2 separate regions of the Ovis aries genome follow, and region 2 is linked to region 1. Evidence: chromatin contacts called from public Hi-C data. All regions are on one chromosome and are shown on one strand. Each heading gives the region's core, a stretch centred on a gene start, on an enhancer-like site or on the middle of the called end of the contact. The rest is flanking DNA. Distances are from core to core; before and after follow the strand shown.

Region 1 (6,223 bases), core at 1,626-4,125:
CTCCTCCTGCTCCCAATCCCTCCCAGCATCAGGGTCTTTTCCAATGACTCAACTCTTCACATGAGGTGGCCAAAGTACTGGAGTTTCAGCGTTAGCATCATTCCTTCCAAAGAAATCCCAGGGCTGATCTCCTTCAGAATGGACTGGTTGGATCTCCTTGCAGTCCAAGGGACTCTCAAGAGTCTTCTCCAACACCACAGTTCAAAAGCATCAATTCCTCGGCACTCAGCTTTCTTCACAGTCCAACTCTCACATCCATACATGACCACAGGAAAAACCTTGACTAGACAGACCTTAGTCGGCAAAGTAATGTCTCTGCTTTTGAATATGCTATCTAGGTTGGTCCAAAAAATAAAGTCTGACACTAGGTATACTACAACAGAAAATGAATAAGCCATCATCCCTGACTTCAGGAATTTGAGAGAGTACTCAGTTGGGAAAGGCATGTAAATATAGTTGACCCTTAAACAACAAGGGTTTGAATTGCATAGATCCATTTATATGCAGTTTTTTTTTGTTTTTTTTTGTTTTTTTTTGCAGTGGTAAATACTGCAGTACAACACCATCCAGGGTTGGTTGAATCTGTGGATATGTAAGCAGGGATACGGATAACAGAGCTGTGTGGAGGGCTGACTATAAGCAGTACACAGATTTTCAGGTGCACAGAGAACGAGAGCCCCTAACTCCTGCATTAGGGTGATGTCAAACAATCAGTATGATAATTGCTGGGAAGGAAGTAAGGACCAGCGGCTGTGGGAAGACAAGGGGAGATATTTATCCCAAAGAGCAATGAGGAGGAATGCAGGGTTTCCAAGAGAGAGAACCCACACGCTAACTCCTGGGAGGAAAAGCAGGAGCTAGCCTAGTAAAGGGAGTGAAAGAGAGGAGAGAGTATAAGAGGCCTAGGGAGCAGGATACAGATGGGAATGGTCTGGAGACAGACAGCAAGAGCTCTTTGGGCAAGAGTCCTATGGGAAGTTCACTGAGGCTGGTGTTCAGGCTGTGAAGTGGGGCCTCAAGGTACATCAAGAAGAACCCTAAATGCAGCTTAGAAGGAAACCCAATAAATGCTAGGTAATTTCATTTTTAATAACAGATGGAAAAGAGGACTAAAAATAATGTTTAAAAGGCCTGGATACAAGCCTTCTATATTACCAATATTTACACCTCCAATCACTGGAAGATGCATGTCCCTTATTTCATAAAGGCTTGACTTTATTCCTAAAGAAGGAAGAGAAAGAAAGTGAAAATTGCTTTGTCCTGTCCGTCTCTTTGCAACCCCAAGGACTATAGTCAATGGAATTCTCCAGGCCAGAATACTGGAGTGGGTAGCTGTTCCCTTCTCCAGGGGATCTTCCCAACCCAGGGATCAAACCCAGGTCTCCTGCACTGCAGGAGGATTCTTGACCATCTGAGCTGCAAGGGAAGCCCAAGAGTACTGGAGTGGGTAGCCTATCCCTTCTCCAGCGGATCTTCCTGACACAGGAATCAAACCGGATCTCCTGAATTGCAGGCAGACTCTTTACCAACTGAGCCATCAGGGAAGCCCTTAGGGAGAGAGAGAAGTTGTAATTCTGATATCAGAAACCAAAAACTAGTTAAATGTTCAAAAATTTGGAAAAAAAAAAAACCTGCAGAAACAAAAAGAGAAAATAATGTCTTTTGGAGCACCTGCTTTAGAAAACAGGGATTTGTGATAACTTTGATTTGCACATGAGTTTAAAATAAAAATGTAATCTTTGCCAACAAAGGTCAGTATAGTCAAAGCTATGGTTTTTCCAGTAGTCATCTACACAACGTGAACGCTGGAGCATAAAGAAGGCTATTGTTGTTGTTTAGTCACTCAGTCGTGTCTGGCTCTTTGCGACCCCCATGGACTGCAGCAGGCCAGGCTTCCCTGTCCTTCACTATCTCCCAGAGTTTGCTCAAACTTATGTCCATTGAGTCAATGATGCCATCCAATGATCTCATCCTCTGTTGCCCCCTTCTCCTCCTGCCCTCAGTCTTTCCCAGCATCAGGTTTTTTGATGGTGGTGCTGAAATTGTGGTGCTGGAGAAGAGTCCCTTGGACAGCAAGGAAATCAAACCAATCATAAAGGAAATCAATCCTGAATATTCATTGAAAGGACTGATGCTGAAGCTCCAATACTTTGACCACCTGTTGGGAAGAGCAGACTCACTGGAAAAGACCCTATGCCTTGAAAGACTGAAGGCAAAAGGAGAAGAGGGCAGCAGAGGATAAGATGGTTTGATAGCATTACCAACTCAATGGACATGAATTTGAGCAAACTCCGGAGAGATAGTGGAGGACAAAGCCTGGGATGCTGCTGTCCATGAGGTCGCAGAGTCAAACATAACTTAAAGACTAAACAACAACCTCCCAGGATGACACAGGGGCCAGTAACAGATTTAAAGAGAAATCTGGTTTCCCTGCTATGTCTAGCTACGGGGGTTCTAGTCCCTTTCACTTCTCAGGTCCTCATATTTCCCGATTGTATACCAAAGGGTCAAATGAAAAGATCTCTGAGCCTAGTCCCTCAAAATTTAGGGTTCTGAACATTCTTGGTTATGAGCTTTTGCCTTGGGACGTGGCAATAAATACCTGACTGAGTTTCCCACAAGTCTCCTAAGACGTATGTATTTCCTTAACCTATATCTACCTAAAACTGTTTCTGAATCAGCAGCCCTCGGATCGGATCTTGTTAAGCCTCGTACCCGACACCCGAACTATAGTAGGAAATCCTAGAAGCCGAGCGGCCACCCCGGAACGGGGACTACAACTCCCAGGGTGCCCCGGGACGGGGGCGCCCCCTCGGATTGGCCAGAGGTGCGTGACGCTCAGTGTTTTGGCCTGGGCGGTCACATGTTTCCTTTGTTGTGAGCTGTGGAAGGGCTGGTGGCTCCAGGAGACGCCGGCGTTGGAGAGGGTGCTGCGCCGCCGGCTGCTAAGGGACCGCGGGGGCCGCCGCTGTTGGCCACTGCTGCTGGCCTCTTCCAGCCTTCGCCGAGAGGTACCCGGGGATGACAGATCCGGGACTGACCGAAAGGCGAGGAACCGGCCAGAGCCGGGGGCGGAGGGACGGCCCAGGTCATGCCTACGGGGGTGTCTGCAAGAGGGAAGCCAACGGCCGCCGGCCTCTCGAAGCCAGAGAAGGAGGGTCTGAGGAGAGATCGCGGCTGGGACTGCAGGGCCCTTCTCTGGGGCGAGGGCGGGGGGGGGGGGTGCTCTCTGGGAATCTCCTGGGGGTCGTCAGCCCCGGTTCCGTAACGACATTCTGAAAGGAAGAGCACTGAAAGGCTGGCATTACCGCCCCGGAACCGCGACGCTGCTGGCGCGCCCGCCGGGGGCGGGTTGGGAGGGGCATGGCCTCTGGGGCGGGGGGTAGCAGGTGCGGGTCAGTCACCCCGCCGCCTGCGGGACTAGGAGCAGCTGGCGGACAGGACCAGGGGAGAGGGGTCTCGCATGTTGAGGATGGGCTTCGAACGGAGCGCTGCTCTTCTTTAACCGAAGGAAGCGCTGAGAATGCAGATTCTGAAATCAAGACTTCGCGTTTGGTGGGGGCGACAGTTTGTTCCAGACTGGGAGGACTGACGGGGTCAAGGTGGGTCCCAGGGCTGGGGGCCAGAGAAGTCCTATTAAAGCGGTTGCGAAACGTGCTCGGCGCCGTCACCTGACCGTTACCCCCGCCCCCACGGCCCGGGAGCCTTTGTTTACCACTGCTTGCCGCGAGGCCCGCGCCGGGATCCGGGCCCTGGAACGACAGCCCGGCGGGAGCCGAGGCAGGCGGGGGAGTGGGGGAGCCGCTGACGGGAGTCCCCGCCTAACCTCGCCTCCTTCCCACCACTCCAGGCTTTGGTTTCTTAATTTAGTTCGTAACGGCCCCGCCCCCAGGCTCTGGACTCTCGGAGCAGACTGTTAAGGCCGCGAGGATTGGGGCCCTGCGGGTGCTTGAGGGCGGGACTATGGGGCGGCTTCCGTGTGTTTATTGGCGGGTGTCTTGTCGCTGGGTGGACGTGCCCAGGCCGTTATTCCCCGCCCCGCTGAAGGTGATCTGGAGGACACGCGGGAGCGCGCGCTTGCTTCTTCGGCGGCTGAGGCCCGAGCGGAGCCGCCGGCGGCGCGCGCTTCCGCGCCGGAGCCTACTGGCGCGAGCACCAGCTGCCCCGCCGTAGTTGGGTGGCCGCCCCGGCTTCTGTCTGAGCTTGTAGGCAGTTCTGGGGCCCGCGGAGGACCGGATAATTAACCTTTAACTCGGTCCCCTAGTCCGCCCAGATGGTGGAAAGAGCCCTCAGGCGAATTAGTGTTTCCCTGTTCTGCAAACTAGGTGTAAATGGCGCTTCCCTGGTGGCTCAGACCGTAAGGAATCCGCCTGCAACGCGGGAGACCTGGATTCGATTCTTGGGTTGGGAAGATCCCCTGGAGAAGGGACCGGCTGCCCATTCCAGTATTCAGGCCTGAGGCCTGGCAGGCTACAGTCCATGGGGTCTCAAAGAGTCCAGCACGGCTGAACGACTTTCACAGCACCCTAACCCCACGTTTTAGAGTGCCTCACAGTCAACCCCTAAGGCAGATTGACTCTTCTTCAGTTAATTTTAGTGGAGTTTAATGATTAATCATTTGCTCTCTTGAATAGCTTTTTAAAAATCGTGTCTTAGTATTTGCAGCTAAGACCGTTTAGGCCCACTAGCGAGGCTGGTTTTTGTTAAGTACGGGAAATAGATTAAAAATCTGCCTCCTGTCACCTAAAATGTGAAATTAGAATTCTGTTTTTTTAAAAAGATAGCTTTGTATGGCTGAGTCCTTTCTCTGTTCACCTGAAACTACCACAACTTTTTGTCTATCGTCTGTACCCCAGTACAAAATAGAGAGTTTAAAATTTGAAAAAAAGATAGCTTGATGATATCCTCCCACCACCCCCTCCAGAAAGTGAATTCTGTATCCGTGTTTAGATGAGTTGTTTGCGGAAACAAACATCATAGCTGACTCTTATATGATGACAGTTATAAAATCTACAAAAACAATTGTTTTAGCCACAGTGTGTTGAAGATGCGGTTTTCCTAATCTGATTTAATAGGATACTAGGGTTTTATCAGGTTTTTTTTTTTCCTATAAATCTGTAGGAATTCACCCAAGAAAGTACATTTCTGTAGAAAGTAGATTGAGCTCCTTGGGTGAAGAAAGAATTGCATTTGAATAGTTCTCCTTGGTTATGCATTCTTAATTTATTTTTAAAATTCAAGTTGGAATGACTACACCAAAAGGAGCAGCCTCTGTGATCCTGAACTGCCTCATCGCTTGTGCATTGAAGGCATTTAACATTTCTAAATAAGTACAAGATGCAAACCTCTAACCTGTATAAAAAATAAAACCACCACTCGTAAGCCGCCTTCTCCAGACAAAGCCTGTGACTTAGTCTCTAAACAGGAAGAAGAAATAATATTCTGAGCTGGAGCTTACTATCAGCTTTAATTTAAACTTTATTGGCCTTTGTCCAAGTTGCTAAAACTATGTAATGCCTTTTCAAAAAACATTGTTTTAGCTTCCTTGTTTTTTCTGCCATTTACTTAAAACCCAAAGGTCAAGCCCGTGAAAAACAAAAAATACTATTTATTAAATGAGGGACTGCAGTTATTTTTGTATATACTTTTTTCTTACCTAGGAATTTGGGACATCCTTTTTCAATAAATATTTAGGTATAAACTGTATAAAAATGTAATAAATAAAATATTCTAGTATATTCTCATAAGTATATGAAATATATAAGCATATATATTTTATATGATTCTATTTCTGTTTTGACTGAAACAGTAAGTATATGGCCACTTGACAGTTGTTGACAATTTGAAACCTTTATTCTTTCTCCTGTTAAGAACACTAGCAAAGCTAGATTTTTTTAAAGTAAAGGGTTTGTTACTCTGCCTAAATTTATCACCTAAGGGCTACCATTTTTTAGCATTTGGCACATCTTAAAGTCTACTAAGTTGATGTCTAAAAGTCATTAGGCTTTGCTCTTTACTCAGTGCTTTCTAAAACATACTTCTGCAAATCATTTGTGTTACCACAAGGTAGATAAAAATCACTGACATAAAAGTGCTTTTGTACATAGAGCATCCATGTAGTAAAAGATTGGATCTCAAACTTGTTTGAGTGACAGAGTACCGGATGGTGTCCTTGCAGATTTAAATAATTCTAATAGACCCAAAAACACTTTTGCTAAAAGAA
Region 2 (6,223 bases), core at 2,657-5,156, 120 kb before region 1:
GACAGGATGAGAGTCACACAGTTTGTAAACTCACACAGATTGGTAAACACTGGCTCCCAGAGGCAATGAGGCACTAGGGAGGGAAAAGCTGTCTACTTTTGCCATTCTGTAAACCAAATCTGATTAATTTTAGCATGTGAGTTTATCTAAGCCCCCTGGAATCAACTGAAATATTCCAAATTTCCCCTCCTAAATTAATTTCTATTCAGATACCGCTTATTCATATCAACAACAAAAAAAACAATTCAGCTAGTAATTGTATATAAAATATTCTTATTTACTCCATTCACACTCCATACATACTGAATAAATAAAAACTTTATTTGATTTTTACCCATAAATGGTATCTTTAGTTTGATCACTTAAAAAAAAAAATACAACTTCATGTAACCAAAATGCTTGAAGGATTTGGTTAACTAAGGATTTTGTTAATATTTTTATCTAAAAATATGAAAATCTGACCTGTCAAAATTAGTTTTGTAGTAGCCATGTTTGAGATATTTACAGATTTCCATGAAAGTTGACTCCTCAAATGAGGAGATCTCATACAACACCCAGATCAGATACGAAGGAGAAAAAGGCTTTTGCAATCCCAAGTTAGGACTTTACATAAGAAATTCCAGCGGTGTTTACCCACTTTGAAAATTTTACTGAGTATTTTTCTTTTTCAAAATCAAGTAGGATAAGTAAATAACAGTACCTCAAGGACTTTCATAAATAGCAAAGCTCTATTTTCACAGCTATAAGCAAAATATTTGCACTTCCCTGAGAGCACAGCTTCTTTGAGTTCAAGAGCTCTGTGTGTGTGTGGGTGTGGGTGTTTCCTGAGGCCAATGCATGTAGAATGTGATGAAAGCTAAGAAGAGAATATTAATCTGTTGATGTTTGGGTGAGCTTAGCTCCCTACCCATTTCAGATCAGCCTTGGCAATTGGGGCCCTTTAACCTCTCTGACAGATTCTACCTCATCAGAGCCTCTAGGCCTCTCTCTCTTGGTCCAGCAAGATAAAGAGACCTAGCCAAGCAGCCCAGAGGCCCCACAGCAAACAGGTCTTACTGCTAGTCCTGCTCTAACTTTGCCTCACTTCTAAGCAGTGGGTTCCTTATGCTCCTCTCCCCCTTCTTGAGAATGGAGTCATGCTCCCAAACTCCAGGGCCCCTGGCATCATTTTCTAGACTTGTGTCCAAACCTGACTTCCTCCTCCTCCTACCTCATCCTCCTCCTTCCAGTCAAGGGTTCTCTATCCACTCATGGGACCTGACTCAAGATCCAGTAGGCTGTGCCAGGACATTCTGTCTGAATCCTAGGGCCTTCTGTGTCTGACTCACCTAGCACCAACCTGCCTCGTCCCCCTGCTGGCAGTATGGCTTATGACAGTTAATTTCCTGTGAACTAGGTTTTTGTTTTTTCATCTAAGAACGGAAATTAGATTTTAAGAGCTTCCATCCCTAGCAAGGGCCTAGAAATTTAAATCCTGATGATACAGAGTTTCCCCAAAATGACCTGAACTTTTTTTATATCCCTAAAAGTTACAGACTGACAGCTTCAAGTGTGGAAATCCGGATCTTCTTAGTAGGTGTATCTGTCTGCCAACCCATTATTGACAGCCAGGTTTATAACACAGAGATCCTAAATCCTCAGTTTCCCAGCATAAGTTTGACCTGTTGAAAATTTGGGCTCAAAATTTGCCAATTGCTCTCATCAAAGCACAACCAGGACAAGGAACACATTCTTTCTGAGGGGAGGCTCTCTGTGTTGCCCATGATGCTGTCATTGAACTTTGAAATTTCTTCCTGAAATTGTCTTTGAAATACAACTGATTCCTCCCAGAGCTCATAAGTGGTTTCTGAAGGTAATCCCAAGGAAAGACAAACATGTAAACAATGGCTGCATCATTGATCTAAGAGCACAGCTTCCCAAGGAGATCACTTGGACAGGCAAGAAAGACCTGAATGCAACCTCATAACTTCATGTACATCTCCTTTTCTCTAGCTTGATGAAAAGAAAAATTATAATATTGACAAGTGGCCCATTTACCTGCTTATTGAATGTTTCTAGAGTGGAAATTTGTCTTGCTTTTTGGAGTCCCCAAGGCTTGCCAAACATAACAATTTCAGGAATGTTTGCTGAATTGAAGTAGTTTAAATGGTTTCAGTTGAGAGCTTCATTAAGGTTATCAGTATTCATGGGTAAATGAGGTATGCGTTCTAAATTTCCACAAATATGTTTGTATTTTCCCACCTCAACTTTCACAGCAGGGAGCTAAAGTGTCAGACCTGACTCTAAGACACAGAGCTTCTCAGACATCAACATGCATTTATATTTATCCTCAATGATCTATGCATAAATAGAATTTTCAGTTGTAATTTTCCGAGTCTGTTTTATCTGCTTTGAGCTGTAGCTTCTTCTAACCAAACTTTTCTATGAAAGTTAAATTCACTATCAACTCTAATACCTCTGTCTTCCCAAACTGCTGATGTACAAGCACAAAATGGCACATCTGACATGAAATAAAACTCTATAAAGAGATTTGAAATCATATGATGAAAATAAAGGGCATTAGGTAATGTAGTTACTATGTTGTTACCATTATTGTTGCTTTTTAAGTACAGCATCTGAAATAGGATATCTTAATCTGTTTCCCCAACTCCGGGATTAGAATGAATTTCCAGTGAGCTCATTTGAAAGCTCTATCTCTGACAGTAAAGAACAGACTCTGTTCTTTAAGTCAAAACTGCGCCAACCTGATCCAAAAACCAAATAGGAGGGATTAAAAGGATCCTGAAAATGAAGCTTCCAAGCAGGTGGAGTCACAGGGACATGGACCCAAATCACTGTCTAAAAATTAGAATGTATACTGTCAAGAAGAGCCAGTCCTTCCTCAGAGGCCAGCAGTGTAAGAATGTTTACATAAAACAAACAAACAAGAAACAAAACAGTATTCTGACTCTCTGGAAAAATCTTTTCTACATTTTAATACAACTGTTGGACATTAAAAGGCTAGGGCACTGGGCTGTGCTGAAGGTACAATTCTGTCCGGCAGTGACAGTTCCAGGCTACAGTGGGCCTCCTGTGATCATAAAAGATAGAGGTTTTTGATGAGGAAGACAAAAGTTTTTTATATGTTCCAGAGCAAGCAGGTCTTCCCAGACCCATCTCCCCAGAACTGTCAGATGGAACAACCTATGATACACTCTTGACAACAGGCCCAAGGTTACCACACCAAAGATCCCATGTGGTTTAAATATAAGGAAAAGAAGAAGAAAGAAGAAGAAAAAACCCTTTTTCCCCTGCTTTGCTGAGTGAATCCTCCAGCTAACCTGTCAGACCAAAAGATGAGCTGTTTCGCTTTGTGTTTTCCTGCTCTGGGATAGACGGCCAGACAGAACCTACGCTGACTTCGAGATGGAAAGACCTGGGTTTAAACTACTGGTTTAGCTACTTAGAATCTGACTGACCTAGGCCAAGCACTTAGCCTCTCTTAAGCTCAGTTTCCTCACCTGTCAAATGGGAGTTTTAATATCCAGTAATCAGGTCATTAGGACAGTAAAAAGCATTGGTGTACAAAAGCGCCTGGTATAGAACCTGGCAGGGGCAGGTGTATCTTACATGTTAAGTGAAGTCGCTCAGTCGTGTCCGACTCTTTGCAACCCCATGGACTAGGCTCCTTCGTCCATGGAATTTTCCAGGCAAGAGTACTGGAGTGGGTTGCCATTTCCTTCTCCATGTTAAGTACTCTTCTTTCCTCCTGAGGTAGGTCTCGCAAACATTCCTGGCTGGTCGCGTGTCCCAAAGCTGTGACTTCCGAGGAGCCTCCAGGGGGCGCCGCGGTGAGCCTCCGGTCCAGCCCCGCTGGTGTCCGAAGCAGGATCGAGGGGCAGGGCTGAGGGAGGCGGGCTCTCCGCGTGACTCCGCCCTCGGCGCACCCGGGATCAGACCGACACAGCTCCAGGCACGATCCTCCGAATATGGGTGTACGACTTCCTGATGGTGACGCTGCCATGGTGGGACACTCCCCGGGGCAGGACGCATTCCTCCGTCAGTTTCTGGGCCTCGGGGTCCCAGCACAGCACCGTGGCGATGACCTCGTTCTTCTCGTCTCGCCCCCCAGTGATGTAGAGCCGGTTGTTGCAGGGCGCGATGCCGCAGCTGGCCCTCTCGTGGCTGAGCTGGGTCACCAGGCACCAGCTGTCCTCCAGGGGGCTGTAGGCGTACAGCGCTCTCATGGCCCCTCCTGAAGAGGAAACACCGTGAGCGTTTCACTGTTTTTCTGGTTTTCTTCCCCATTAACTACTAAACTACTACTGGTTAGGTCAAGTCTACCACCTTGCCAAAAGAAAGCAAATCCATGGCTCTCAAGAAAGCCAGAATGGGTAACTAGGGGCGGGAAGTCTCATGCTGGAAATAGGTCACAGCCCTTGAAACTTTGCAGCCGGGTGCTAATCAGGTTCTAAAGGACGCCTGACTTCCCGTGACTGCTAAAATGTACCCTAAGACTGCTTCCTGGAGGAAATACCAGGTGGTGCATCAGGCAGGCCTGGCGCATAAACCCGGCTCTGCCACTTCGGGATCTGTAACCAGGAACACCAAGACCATGGTGGTTATGAGAAAACAGAGGGATCAGGCACATAAAGCACCTGGCGGAAAGCCTGGTACATAGAAGTATTGATATACATGACAGTGACTAAAAGTGGGGGCATCTCTAAACTGAGCATGACGGGGAACACCAGCTCTAGTAACCCATCTTGAGATCAGACCTTTGAGGCAGAGTCATGAGTCTGACCAGAAAAGCACAGGAAACCTGAAGCAAGGGAGAAAAGGGATTTTTGCCTTAATCTGTTCCCATATTTTGCATTCAGGAAGCCTTCTCTGGTTAGCGCTTACTTGCTGAAGTTATTTATTTTTGTTATTTCCTTAATCAGTAGTTCTCAACCCTGGCTGTACTTTAAAATCACCTTCACGTTAAAAACACCTGGCACTGTGGCCAGTATCCTCCTCATTCTGACATTGGTCTGGACAAGCCCCAGGTACCCATGTTTTTGTAAAAAACTCCATAATGAGTAGTCAGGGTTGAGATCTATCATCCTTAACAATTACATGCCCACTGTGGTCTGGCTGGTCAGGCTCTCCTTCCTGCTAAATGCAACCTTTTAGAGCCCTCAAGCAAGTGGGAGAATAAAATTCCCATGAACACAAGGTAAGAAATAATGGTAGCTGCCATTTACTGGGCACTTATACTGTGCATATTCAATTTCTGTGCAATTGCTAATGCTTACAACACACTTTGTTCCCATAGCAACTTCTGGCTTTCCCCTTCCCAGGGCCCCATTGTCTATCTGCTCTGCCTGTCTCCTAAATGTGGGCTATTTCTGTCTCCGGGACTGAAAGATAAATTCCACCAAGGCCTGGACCAATCCCATCTTCTTTTCCTTTTCAGCCCCACCCACATCATGCCATTTGCTCACTTACCAACTACATAGATACGGTCCCGGAAACTCACTGCATTGATGCATTTAGCCTCTACTGGCATGGCCGACTTTAAATTCCATTTATTGGTTGAAGGATCGTAACACTGAGTCTTGTCCGTCGCCAGTTTCCCATTGGGTCCTCCCCCAATCACATAGAGCTTCTTCTTATGACTGGTAGCTGCGAAGGAACTGACGTGGATCAGGAGGGGCGCAGCCTGCAGGGGCACAGGGGCACCAGGAGAAGCTCTCAGTCACACTGCCCAGATTGTTGCGGTGGTTCACAGGACACAGGCCAGGAGTCAGGGAACACAAGGCCAAGCATCCTTAGCCTAAAATCACAAGGCCTGTGGGCTTGACTCCCTTGAGATACAGAGAAGATCAAAGCATACATTTCCCACCCTCCCTCCTGGCTCTGGTTTCTAGTCTATTTCTCCCTGAGAGTCCAGCTCTCAGCGGAGGTGGGGTGTAGACAGTAATAAGTGTATACGAGATGAAACCAGCCCATGTTGGAGGAGATTGCTTTCTCAAAAATGTATATTCATATTTATTCATGTGCTCCTTCATTCAAAAAATATTTACTGAGTGCCTACTATGTCCCAGGCATTGTCCTTAGCACTTATAGTTAGGAAGAATTGCTGGTATAAGGGTTCCAGGTGTTATCTATAGGCAGATCTCCAGAGCTGGTTCATTTTACATAATTGAAACTTTATGCCCATTGATGAACAAAGCTTTGCCTTTTCTTGAGTATGATATGT

What was found. Hi-C and Micro-C count contacts between places; a contact is called where the count stands out from the background.
Region 2: a Hi-C map of hypothalamus shows a contact between it and region 1, with 3 times the contacts expected there. The contact joins the enhancer-like site here to the promoter of KLHL24 in region 1. A contact is called at or near these places in 4 of 16 Hi-C or Micro-C datasets (blood, hypothalamus, muscle and 1 more).

Annotation. Positions count from the first base shown.
Region 1 is chr1:204,276,388-204,282,610 of ARS-UI_Ramb_v3.0, reverse strand. KLHL24 (kelch like family member 24) reads left to right here and starts at 2,875. Exons shown (of 9, transcript XM_042233885.2): 1 at 2,875-3,011; 2 at 3,512-3,602.
Region 2 is chr1:204,394,739-204,400,961 of ARS-UI_Ramb_v3.0, reverse strand. KLHL6 (kelch like family member 6) reads right to left here. Exons shown (of 8, transcript XM_004003107.6): 6 at 5,470-5,683; 7 at 1-4,234. The coding sequence ends at 3,933. Among named protein-coding and RNA genes, the nearest start is that of MCF2L2, 47 kb to the left of the region's middle. Within about 2 kb of position 3,906, at least 46 of the 54 cell types and tissues checked have an H3K27ac peak or open chromatin away from gene starts, as enhancers often do. A contact at or near this core is called in hypothalamus, muscle and tail adipose tissue, where this site is marked.